2 separate regions of the Bombyx mori genome follow, and region 1 is linked to region 2. The links are chromatin contacts, called in public Hi-C maps. All regions are on one chromosome and are shown on one strand. The core of a region is the stretch at or near the end of the contact, and the rest is flanking DNA. Distances in the headings are between cores, read along the strand shown. Region 1 holds the start of LOC101743685 (histidine--tRNA ligase, cytoplasmic). Region 2 holds the start of LOC101744411 (dynamin-1-like protein).

Region 1 (6,775 bases), core at 1,701-4,200, 410 kb before region 2:
CTTGGGAAAATCGGAATAAAAATTTCAACTTTAAGACAACAGACAACTTTTTTGTCAAGTTGCAAAGTACCATACATATTTTAAGATCCAAAAACCACCACACCACGGAATTAAATTAAAGAAAAAAGTATTTTTTAAAACCTAATTATATGTATTTGCAATCATTTAATATATTTTGTACACACAGCTGTTAGAAGAAACACAACAATAAGGATACAGAGTACAAGGGCACTACTTTATTATTATTATGCAATTGGTTTTCAAAAAACTCATAAATTACACTGTTTTATTTCTTTTTTTCCAAGTAAGAAAAATAATCCGTGCTCAAGGATGAAAATATATTTTAAAATCTTTTTTTTTTGTAATTTTAAATTGTGTTCATTGCTTTCTTTTTTTATTTAAAATAAATTGAAATTATTCAAACTATCACTTTTTTAATTTGTAATTTGAACAAGCATGAATGAGTTATCTATGACCATAGTTAAATAAATCCAAATCAAATTTTATTTTATACTTACGCATTGATAAAATTCCCTGTATCTTCCTCTAGTCATGGCAGGATTGTCTCTTCTGTACACCTTAGCTATATGATATCTCTTTAAAGTAGTTATTTTATTCATTGCTAAATACCGAGCCAAAGGTACAGTCAAATCATATCTTAATGAAAGAATTTCCCCACCTTGGTCTTTCAAATCATATATTAATTTTGAATCCTCACCATACTTCCCAGTAAGCACATCCTAAAAAAATGATTTAAAAGATTTGAACTAAAATTAAATTAAAGCAATTCAAAAATGGCTTTACTTTTCATTAGTAACATTTTGATATTATTTGTCTATTTATCTATTATTTAAGAACATGCAGTTGTGGCAGACAGGGTAAACAGATATATGTTTATAAGCATTGGTAATGCCTGTAGTACAACGGTAAATTAAAAAAAAATAGCAATTCAGTCAGGCTATATCAGCAGTCCTTAAAATATTGATTAAATAAATTAAGGTTCTTAATAACTCATATTCTATTCTTCATTTTAATCCTTAATAAATTAAGGTTCTTTGATTTCATAAATTTTGGAAAACCTCACTCAAATTAACCATTCTCTGTACCTGAATTGACCAATAATAAAATGATTTCATAGATAGTATGTAATAAGTAGTATGTAAGATAGTATGATAGTATAATTTTAATAAAAAGTTATGTCCATTTAAGTTTGAAAAACACATTTTATTCCATTTGGATCAATTAAACTATCTCAAACTAAAACAATTATTAGAATTAAGCTCGTCTTTCAACTAAAAATAAATGATTTATAGTTAATTATTAATGATTTGTAATGTAAAAAACTATTTTCAATTACTTTTAATTTAATTACCTTTAGCTCAAAAACAGGTGTATCAATACACTCAGCTCCGTGTCTCCTAAAAACTGTAATAATTTTATCCAATACATTATTACGTATTGTCATTTGCTGTGGGTTGTAGTCTCTTGTTCCCTTTGGTGTTTTAAGAGTAAACTTTTGTGGGCCTGCATCTTCTGTTACAAGTTGAGCCTTTAAAGCCAACAACTTTGATACTTCTTCTTTAACCTAAAAAAGTTTTTTTTTTAAATTACTATAATATTTTTTTCTGTGATATAAAACTGGATATTGGTCATGAAAAGAAACTAATTACTAACAATACAATAAAATCTTACTTATTGATTTACATTTAAAAAAATATTTTTTTAAGCCAAGTTAACAATAATCTAGCAAAGTTAATAAGTATAACCTAAGTTTCCTATAAATTTAGCAACTCAAAGAGCATCAAGCACTTTCCAATACCTTGCGACAAGATGATGTTGTAACATTTTTTGTCAGACAGTTTCTCTGAACTGCATTGCATAATCGTCTTGCCATTACATGGGTTTTAAAAAATGTAAGTAATTTGTGTGACATGCTTCAATAATATCCCTTTACTTAACACCACAATGATATTTTCATCACCAGACCTTTTTTAGTACTTATAACCGGAAACAAAACATAAAAACTGAAGAATTCAATTAAATTACACAAAAGATGAATATTTTGTTATTTTGATGATGAAATTACCATATGAGGAGTTTACAAGTTGATGTACATACATACAAGTAAACAGTCAAACAAGAGTGATTTAATTTAGTCCTCTAATATTTAACTCATAAACAAAATTATATCGTTAATTGTGTACAAAATTACTTTTGCTTACACTGTTCATACAAACAGCTAAGGTGCAACTATTTCAGAATCAACATTGATTTCTCACAAACCTGACTTTCTAATATTTTTTTACTATTATATTTTAAAAAGTTGGGTTGCCGGAAATCCGGAAAAAGTGACACTTCAGTGTCACTGAAACTCCGCATATGGTTCCACCACCTCTTGATATATTTGTAGTTGGAAAAATCTAAGCTTTTTAAGGCTTTAGCTACGTCCACATCAGGTTTGGATGGTACATAGCCACAAATATAGCTGTAGTGACTTAAATGCTTGTCAATTTCTTCAAAATTGTATACTTCTTTAAAGCCCTTTCCCTAGAAAATTTTATTTTCTGTTAGGGAAAGGATGGCTGATGTAACATTACAATAAGTACGTGTAAAGATTGAGACTTTCATGTGGCACGTACCCTCTCATTGGAATCCTTCGCTGCTTTTAATTTTCTAACAAGATCACCCTGTTCTTGAATTTTCAATAATAAATCTTCCTGAGAATCTGCCATTATGATTTAAATCTAAATGTTTAAATAAAATTCACTATACTTTCAAGGTTAAAGCGCGCAAGTGCAGTAGTTAGATAGCAAATTGCAGGTCAATTATTTCAGCTTGGTTACTTTCATTTTTTGTTTTAACACCAACCATAACCAATAAATTTTATAGGTTATATTTCGTTTCAGCAAGATTTTTATGTATTTGACACTTGACATTGGGATTATTTTACTTTTTGACATTGCTATGGATTTTTGGCGGGAACCCATTACGGTGGTCTATAACTATTTGATGATACTACCCTCCACTCCAGTGTACCTGCGGTGTCAACCAGTCAAATCGAGGTGCTTCTTGGGCGGCTGGAGACCACAGCGTTGGATTTTGGACTTGCGATCAATCGTGATAAGACCAAAATGATGATCGTAGATCGTGCTAACATCAACCAGCCGGAAGTCCAACATATAGCAGGATGCAAGGAAGATGAGATCCGAAGACATTGCGCCGTGACAAGATCCTCAGTTAAGAGGCTAACAAAAATTTGGAGAGGACGCAGAATAAGCAAAAACAGAAAAGTTCTGTTAATGAGATGCCTGATCTTTTCAATCTTTCTGTATGGGGCTGAGAGGTGGACGCTCAGGATGCAAGACCGCCGTGGTGTTGGAGATGTCTCCTCCAATGTCATACCGCTCTGTCAAGAGTGTACCACTAGGAAGAAGAAGAAGAAGAACTATTTAGCATTTGTGAAAACACAAAAGTGCATGAAGATGCAAATGCACAAATATACAATTGAAAGCCGCTGATCATGGCTAGTTTCTTTCAATATAGCTACTGAAAAAGTCTTATTTCGCTTCCTAACATGTTTCAAAATAATTCATTACATATTTATTTAAAAATGGAAGATTTTATTCTGGTCGCCAATGGTCAAAAGCCAATGGCCATACTTAAGAAAAGAAGAAGGAAACATTACCAAGCCTAATGGAAATTAGAAGCATAGCATAGAAGAAACATACTGACAAGGAAGCAAACAATCTAGAACTATTAAGTCTTTTTATTCATAGCAATATTATATTACCCATGAAAATGCGCTTATAAAAAAGAAATAAAGAATAAAATGATCTGTTTAGTATCAGTCTGTTAAAGTGCACAAATGAAAATGAAACAAAGCCGCTGAACGTAACTTCTCGGGATCCTTCAAAAAGTCCACAGAAAAAGTATGACCACCATTTTACTGAGATTTATATTTCATCCCATGTCATCTCATCTCATTTCATTTAATTTCATCCCAGTTGATTAATGTCTCAAATTAATCATCTTCATTTCATTTCGCTCCATATTATATTAGTATTTTTCATAAAAATAAGAGTATAAACTAAAATAAGACATGACCTAAAAGTCTTAGTTACCAGGTCATAAAATCACTTAAAGAAAAAAAAACCCTTGGTCTATAAATGTTGTTTATTATTTCATCAGTGTATTAAATTTAATTTTAGCAATCAATAATTTAATGTAATGGACAGATTTGAGTATATCGAGGCAAGATTATTCGATGGAGAAAACTATTTAAAACGAGACAAAAATGTTAAAATTTACGATGGTGACGATAAGGTGATATTTTTAAAACTAAATTTGAAAACAGACTGAAAAGCGTTTTAATCAATTGTTTTCGTTTTTAGACCCAGTTCATTGATGGTGAAGTTCTATTAACAACACATAGACTTCTATGGGGAAAACCAGGAGATATACCAAAAGGCTTAGTTTGTTTATCTCTCCATCTGTATTATGTGTTTTGTTTAGAAGAAGAAAGTGGTGGCGTATTTGGTCTTGGGGGTCCAAAAAGAATAATAATGCATTTAGGTCCTGCACTGCCAGGTAAAATAATAAAAATATTTTAAAGCTATCAATGAAATCAAAAATTAAGCTTGATTTTCATTAGTGAAAAATGACTAATGAACTTGCCATTTGATATGAAGATCCTGCCCGGGCTCATGGTTTCTACTGTGCAAATTTTGCTGCTTACCTTGAGACAAGGCTTAAAAGCTCAGTATCTTTGAAATTGTAAGCATTCTTTCTTTTTAAATTGAATTCATAATAAATATAAACCTGTCTCAAGGCAATCTGTATTTAAGATTAGGGGTAATGACTAAAGGTTTGTATAACTTTCTATGAGCAGATGCCAGAAGCCATGACCCACATGTTTTAAGTGGTCACCGGAGCCTATATCAAAGTTAAGACAGCTAAATAATTAGCCTAAATCAGATCTCATCAAAACCTATTAGAACTGAATATGCACACACTTTTCCAAACCACTCAATATTTGCTTTCAAATATGTATTTACATATATTTGTGATTGTTCAATAAACCAATTTGATTATATGTGGCATTGAATTGCAAGACATTAAATAGAGTGTTTAATGAAATGAAATACTAACTTGAATGGTGATCTTAACATCTTCAAAAGTGTTTGTAGCGTTCATTCAAATTCTGTATTAAAATTAGGCAAGTGCCTTATTTTTCTAAATAAATACATTAAAATTTGTAACATGTGTTTACAAACATCGGTATCATAATAAAAATTTAATATTTTGTGTAATACTTAGTATTAACTTTATAATTTAAGGGAAAAGGCCTGGTCCAGCAGTAGTGAGCCCATTTCACTATGTGAAACTATCATTCAAAGATGGAGTAGATACTGCTTTTTACAAAGCTTTAAGTGACGCTGTTGCTGCCAAAGCTTGGGAAAGACAAACTCCAATTGACACTCCGAGAACAGCTACAAGCCCAACAACGGCCTCAAGACCCACAGTCACAGCTGTAAACTCTAAGATTAGGTCAGGCATTGTAGGAATTGAAAGAAGTATAGAAGAACAGCATAGAGCCACAGATCAGAGTATAAGTGTGGCGTTTCAAGACCTCACTAAGTTAATGGAGAAGGCAAAAGAAATGGTATCTTTATCAAAGAATATTTCTACAAAAATAAGGGTATGTAAACAATATAATAATAATAATAATTTCATTTTATCCACATGAATCCTTTTTTAAGAATACTTGTTAATATAAGAAAAGAAAGTCTCATGTAAACAATTACTAATTGTAAAGTATAAACATATGGACACAAAATAGTACTGTTAATCTTGCAAATGGTAATTTCAGGAAAAACAAGGTGATATTTCAGAAGATGATACAGTTAGATTCAAATCCTACCTCATGAGCTTAGGTATAGATGATCCAGTAACTAGGGATGCATTCAGATCAGACTCTGAATACTATTTGGGTCTTGCACAACAAGTATCAGATATGATGGTTGCTGTGTTATTGGTAAGCTATATTAATGTTTTGTCTATTAAAAATAGTTTACTGCATTTAATTAGCCAATGCGCTTAGGACTTACCTGGAGTTCAATAGTTTTCTGAGTCACCATCCTTAAGACAAGGTGTGTCTCAACAATGCTATTGCATATTATTATACTATTATGTGTCATACACATATACGAAGGATCGAATGAGCTTAAGAACTTTTTTAAGTGGTGTCCATGTAAAATGCAGTTAAAAAATATCACTCTAATATAATAGATGAATTATCTATGAAATTTTACAATACTGGCCATTTGAAGCTTAATTTATGTATGACTGGCAATAAAATCAAACGCTTGACCTCATATGGGCAACCGACTTTCTCTATGCTACAGGAGCTAAAGTTTGAAGCTCTACGTCATCCATCGTATTCACTAGACCTTTGTAGACAGACTTGCTTTTCCAATGTTTGACAACTTCTTGGCAAGGAAAATATTCAATACCCAGGAGGCAGTACAAAATGTCTTTGCTGAGTGTGTTGACTTCTTCAAGATGGGCCTTTAAATATTGCCACAGTTTTGGAATAGATTGATACTATGAGTTCATATTTTAATTGATAGAAAGTTAGATTTATAATCTATATATATAAAAATGAATTGCTTTTCGTTAGTCTCGCTAAAACTCGAGAATGGCTGAACCGATTTGGCTAATTTTTATTAAAAGATAATTACTTTTAGGAGTGTGGTGGAATAATGTCCTTAGCTGA
Region 2 (6,940 bases), core at 270-2,769:
TTCAGTTCAATTTCAGTTAATTTCATGAATTTATCTTTACAGAAAAAATAGGTTTTCTATGTAAAAGGCTATGTAGTTAGTGTTAGTGTCTTTTTGTATTAACAAGCGATTAATTAGACAATCCACTTGATGGAAAGTGGTCTGACGCCCGCGGACACTGCCTGTCGTAGAAACATCATCTACCTAATCAGCTACCTACCATAAAATGCTCTCGTTGAACCTACATTGATGAAAGAGATGTCACGGCGTTCCTGAAATATTATTGTGTCATGTTAATGATCAACTTGTATGTTATTTTGACGTGATAACGTCTTATAAATCAATAAAAACGGGCTGCACACACGAAAAAGTAACACGTTCCGCCTGAGCCTGAACGTGCAAGCGAGAGAACGAAACTACCGTTAGAAAGGTACGATCGACACAAGTGTTAATTTATTGAAAAAAATAATAATTTTCAATTAATTCCTTATAAAAAATTATAACTCAGTGATATTAATTCAATTCAATTAATTAAAGTATACAATTTTTCATCAGTGTTTCTTATGACGTACTAATCACGTAAAACTATCTTCCGCAAGCCAACTTTACAGGCAACCCATTTTTTCTACTTAAAAATCAGCTCAGACAAATCAAATCTTAAATTCTCGATCACATTTGTGGTGGTTGCCATCACAGAACACAAAATATTCGACAGATGCCTCAATCTCGCTTACCATATTTTCAAGATTATCTTGCTTATATACAAATTCCGAAATATAAATTTTGGGACCGTCGGTCTACCGAGCAATATCACCCGCTTGGTGGAAGATCTTCCCTTTCTCGTATACCTCCACACATTTTTAGTGAGAATTTACTAGTGGTAGGACATCTAGTGAGACCGCACAGGTAAGCACCACCATCTCACCTTTTTCTGCCGTGAAGCAGTAATGCATTTCGATTTGAAGTGTGGGGCAGCCGTTGCACTGTAAAAACGGAGACCTTAGAATTCATGTCTCGAAGTGAGTGGCGGCATTTACGATGTAAATGTCTATGGGCTTCGGTTACCACTTAATATCAGGTGCGCCATGAGCTCGTCCAACCATCAACGCTATAAAAATACAATAATTGAATCTTTAAACTTAGATTTAGATCTATTTAAATTTTAATAATTTTCACAAAATACTGGCATGATTATTTTTACTTTGCCACGTTTGAAATGTGTTTTTTAATGTTGGCTCTTCTATTTTTAAATAAATATGTGTGAACTGTTGCTACTTTCCTTTAACATGAGAATTCCACTGGGCTCATATTGGTTAAGAGCATAACAGACAGTTCCTAGTTGGCTTTAGTACAAATTTGAATATCAGTCAATTATAAATTATTGAATAAGCAATACATTTATTTATTATGAACAAATAAAAAGCAAAAAAATAATTTCAAAATTATTGTCTTTTATTTGTTTCTCCTATCTGAAATCGACTCTTTGGTAAATTGAAAGAAAATCGAACTTATTTAAAAAATCGATTCTTCAATAAATCGTTTTCAAATAGGCATCCCTCATTTTTAACAAAATCAATATGGCTGACTTTTACCGGTTGGCCTGTCTTCTGTCTGTTTTGAATTTTGATAAAAAAATTATCGTTTCGTAACAGATAAACCAACGTGTCTCTTAGATTTAGGCATTTGTAAAAGTGCCTATATATTTTTAAATAATGGAAGCTCTTATACCAGTTATTAATAAACTACAAGATGTGTTCAATACAGTTGGAGCTGATGCCATTCAATTACCCCAAATAGCTGTTTTAGGAACCCAGGTAAATTTGGGCCAGTATTCTTTTAGAATTTCAGCAAGACTATTATATTTTTGAGCATTGTTATTAACAAGGTATAAAAGGCCATACAGATCGTCGTGGTTATGTAAAAACGTCAGTAGAGTTCTTTGTCCTCATTCAAATTAAACTACGTTGTCATTGACCAAGACCGTAGTACAGTTTCATTGAATTGAAATAATATGTACCTACGCAAGAATGGCTTACGTCTTAATAGACATAAATTGCAACAAGAACCCTATTCTGCTTTGGAAAAATGGACTTCGATCGAATCTAAAGCAAATTATTAGTTTTATCGAATGGCAAACCTACTCTTTATTATGAAAAAAAAGTTAGATAGTTTGATAACTATTACGAAATGAGTATTTTACAGTTCTTGTAGAATAACCACAAAAACTAAAAAACTGTCCACAAGAACGACCGTCGCCCGTCGCAAATTGCCAATAAATAAACGCAACATGAAACGTAGTTTTAATCATAAGAAAAAATGATATAAAAAATTATCTGTTCAGTATGGGTGTAAATTCTTCTTACTTTAATTTTTTTTTAAAATAATTATGCATTTTTAGAGCTCTGGTAAAAGTTCAGTGATAGAAAGCCTGGTAGGTCGCTCATTTCTGCCTCGGGGTCCTGGGATAGTCACTCGGCGTCCTCTCATTCTCCAGTTAGTCTACAGTCCAAAAGAAGGCAAAGAGCATCGCTCAGCTGAAGAAGGTTAGTGACATCTCAGTTAATGCTTAATAACAGCTCATACATCATTTGAACCTATCACTATGATTAAAATTATTACCTAAATTGAGCCATAAATTAACTTAACAATCATATTAACAGTCAACACAACTAATTTGTATATTATTGCGTTATAATTATTCATATTGTTTTCAATAGGATAAGAATACTTGAACTAGAAATCTTCATTGTCAGTTATCATTTGTAAAGATTCATATATCAAAGCAATTAATAATTACTCCAAATTTCAAAAGTAAAAAAAATGACTCAAATAGTCTTTATTATATAATTTTTTTGTGTAGTATTCCCTGTTCAAACACATTACCTCAAATGTTTATAAGAAATTTTAATCAATTTGTGATCCATGTTCACTCAGCAGCAATAGTTAGACCAATATGGGTGACTTGCATGCCACTTATTCACATCCATCCTGCTTATTCACAGCTTCAATACATGCAGATTATTTGTAGGGCAAGTGTAGCATATCTATCATCCTATTAGGTATAGGATATGTGAATGTATTCGGTAATCTCATAACACGAGAACCAAACATTTAAAAGAAAGCAATAAAGGTCTTGTTTTGAGTTGACAAAGTGTTCTACGTCCTATTATTTGAGAGTGTGTGGAGTATAAAAAAATATTGTTTTTAATCGAGTAGCACCATAAATAAAATGTTTTCAAAACAAAAACACAACAATTAGGTATCTAATTATGATTAAGTTCAAAATTTACTTTTCTTGTTAAAATCAATCCATGATACTTACCTATCAATGAAAAACTATTATTTTAGTACTAAAAGCCCAACATAAAGAAGCTGCGTCATGGAATCCAATGGCACAGATTACTCAATCAATATTTTCAGCAGGTTTGTATTTTGAGGTTGGAATATTCTAAAGATTTCAACTAATTGGCGAAATCTAAAAGGAAACGCCATAAACCTAAGAGATAGATAGATTTCAACTAATATCAAATCTCGGAATTGTTTCATATTCATGTAACATAATAATAACTTATTTATCATAACATAATACATGGTATTTTTTTTATTTTATTTTTATTGCTTAGGTGGGTGGACGAGCTCACAGCCGACCTGGTGTTAAGTGGTTACTGGAGCCCATAGACATCCACAACGTAAATGCGCCACTGGTTTTGAACACCAGTGCATCGCTCAACACAAATGCATCGGACGTCTTATCCATTAGGCCACGGCAAAAGAATTGTTTGAAGTTTTCTATATTTAAAAATGATTTTTTTTGTAATAATAAGTTTTGAAATATAAAATGGATATTACACAATTTTTATTTTATATTACATTATATGTAACTATTGAAAGTGCCAAAGCTAATAATTACTTTTTGTTTATACAGTAACGGCATACCTACAGATTATTTTACCTAAAATAAACATACTGGTTTTGGAGTATTATGATAAAATTAAAATCTTAAGTTGCATGTTTTGAAATGGTTCATCTAACCTCTTACTTTGTTTCAGGTACTCTTAATCTAGAAGAATGGGGAAAGTTCCTACACACAAAAGACAAAATTTACACAAACTTTGAAGAGATAAGACAAGAAATAGAAAGAGAAACTGACCGTATGGCTGGCAGCAACAAGGGAATATCTCCAGAACCTATAAACTTGAAAATATATTCAACCACAGTTGTCAACCTTACTTTAGTCGATCTACCCGGTATAACAAAGGCAAGTTCCTTGCATTACAGTTAAAACTCGATATATCAAATTTCAATGGAAGAGATGAACATTTAAATCTAAAACACTATCTAAAACAATAAAACTTAAGCTTTTGACTTAACAAGAATGTTGAAGTTAGTTTTTTTTTGTTTTAACATACAGTTATTTAAAAAAGTGATATTCATACAACAAGAAATAGTAAAGCTTTAAAGTATGCCCCTCGTACTTTAATCTTAAGGTACTAAGTCTTTATTAAGCTTAAATCACCACCTTCAGATTAAAGTACTTGACTTATTCACTGCAGAAATAAAATAGTGCTTTTGACTTTTGGCATAGAATTGCTGCATCTCCATACTGTTTGTCTGATCAATGAAGACTCGGATATTAATGTGACAGGTTGCTAATCAACAATTGAAAGGAATAAAAGTACTGCAAAATTAGAAAATATTAGAAAAAAACTGAATTAAATTTTCTTTTAGGTGCCAATAGGTGATCAACCAGAAGACATAGAAAACCAAATCAGAAACCTTATTATTAAGTATATCTCTAACCCAAATTCCATTATATTAGCTGTAACAGCTGCTAATACAGACATGGCGACTAGTGAAGCCATCAAATTGGCTAAGGATGTGGACCCTGATGGCAGAAGGACATTGGCTGTTGTCACCAAACTTGATCTCATGGATGCAGGTATTAAACTAATAACCTTTCTTACATTTATTAGCCACTGATAAATGCATAGAAAATTATTTGCTTTGTGGCTTAGCATTTGTAAAACAAGATCTGATCCCAATTAGGTCAATTGAAATATAAAAAGAGAGAGAGAGAGAGAAATAAATAAATAATTATTATTACTACTATTATATTATTATTAAAAAACAACATTTTTTTAAATTTAAACCTGAATAGTTTACTACATTTTTTAAATATCAAACACTGTAATCATTGATAACACTTATCAATTTTCTAACTATGCAAATTAATTAAATACATACATTTTTGCCTACATTTTGGTGTAGGCGATTATGACGATTGCTATTCTCACAATAATTAATTAAATACTTTCTAAATAGATTTTCATGGCATCATCAGAGAAACTCAATTATACAAGAATGGTAGTGCATTCCACAAAATCCTATTGTGCTGTAAAAGGTCAAAACATTAAATCAGAGTAAATTCTTCCGTTTTCTCGATTTTAGACATAATTGAAACTGTCTTAGACTCAAGTTAATTTTATTAGTTTTACAGTTTATAATTTTCGAAGCGCCGAAACTAGTTTTAATTATATAATGTTTTTGTTTGTTAGATACGGTTCTACTATATACTGTATGGTTCAAAATCTCTACAGTGAAAAATAACAATAAGAATTCGTATTTTATTGTTTTGTATAGTGAAGAAGCTAATGGCCCACCTGCTGTTAGATGTTTACCGGAGCCCATAGATCACAATATGCATTCTGAAAAACACATTTAAACATGAGGTTGGAATCTTTATAATATTGCATAGCTTCGCAGCTAAACAGAAGATGTTGGCGTTTTCCCATGGGGGTTTATGACCAGGCGACCCATTTAATAGTTATACCTATAAGCAATTTTTACAAAATAGACACTGCCTTAAAATCCAAAAATGTACATATAATACTGCAGTATAAAATATTCTTTGTAAATCTTCTAACACTTCATATATGGAGTTCAGCGAATAACATTGGGACACAAAGACAACAATAATTCTCATGAGATTACGTGCTTTCAGATTATAACCCCTGTGATTGAATAAATTTATATAGATCCCAATTCCCTGCAGTTTCAAAAACTCAGGTTTACTTGTCTTCATAAATTGTTTAAATTTTTCATATAGTGAATGGTTTCCTGTGTTAATTATATTGTAATCTTTTGAGAAATAAACGAATCTTTTGAGAAAGAAATAAATTGACTGTAGATACCAATCAAGCTGCTACCACAATAACAGCCATATCAAATGTCGATGAGGGCCTTATAAGAATAATTCTTGATATGATGAATATAATGATTCTTGTTTACGTTTCGCTTTAGTATTATTAATATATATATTTATTTTTAGGAACTGATGCAATAGATATTCTGTGTGGGCGCGTTATTCCGGTTAAACTAGGAATCATTGGCGTCGTAAATAGATCACAACAAGACATTATTGATAAGAAAACCATCACGGTAATTGTATACAAAGAAACATGTTATGAATATTTATTTAAATAAATAAAAGTTTTACAATCAATATGAAAAATTAAAAGTAATCTTAATTGTGATGTGTATGCATACATAATTGATTTACTTTCTTATATCTTTAATTTAACATTTTATGACAAATTTAAACATATTTTGTCAAAGTGGTTTTACAATGTTTGAACTTATACTACTACTTGTAGTTTGTGATAGTCGCTAGTTGTGAAAATTTTTCCGTAAAAAGTATAGCATGGGTTCATTCCTTGTAATTTTTTACTTAGTTTTGGCTTAGTTCTATGAAAGGCAGTTAGTTATCTTGACTAATATTTTTGAGGATTGCTCTTTTGCAAATCGGGATATAATTGATTGGCATAAAGTTGGTAAATAAGGTAACAATATAAAGTTCCGATAATGTGAAAGCAGAGGTGATCGAGTTTGGCAACCTTCATAGCACGAATGTTGGGTGAACATGCCCAAAAAAAAGCAGTCAAATTTCGGTGTTGTGAATGTA

Evidence for each region. Hi-C and Micro-C count contacts between places; a contact is called where the count stands out from the background.
Region 1: a Hi-C map of posterior silk gland shows a contact between it and region 2, with 2.1 times the contacts expected there. The contact joins the promoter of LOC101743685 here to the promoter of LOC101744411 in region 2. A contact is called at or near these places in 2 of 7 Hi-C or Micro-C datasets (posterior silk gland and whole pupa).

Annotation. Positions count from the first base shown.
Region 1 is chr13:11,008,810-11,015,584 of ASM3026992v2, reverse strand. LOC101743685 (histidine--tRNA ligase, cytoplasmic) reads right to left here and starts at 2,950. Exons shown (of 8, transcript XM_038014996.2): 1 at 2,640-2,950; 2 at 1,373-1,585; 3 at 519-740. The coding sequence starts at 2,732. LOC101747178 (vacuolar protein-sorting-associated protein 36) reads left to right here and starts at 4,096. Exons shown (of 7, transcript XM_004927761.5): 1 at 4,096-4,323; 2 at 4,392-4,587; 3 at 5,337-5,698; 4 at 5,870-6,034; 5 at 6,747-6,775. The coding sequence starts at 4,228.
Region 2 is chr13:10,601,853-10,608,792 of ASM3026992v2, reverse strand. LOC101744411 (dynamin-1-like protein) reads left to right here and starts at 1,519. Exons shown (of 14, transcript XM_038015160.2): 1 at 1,519-1,793; 2 at 2,378-2,522; 3 at 4,029-4,237; 4 at 4,708-4,918; 5 at 6,308-6,417. The coding sequence starts at 1,692.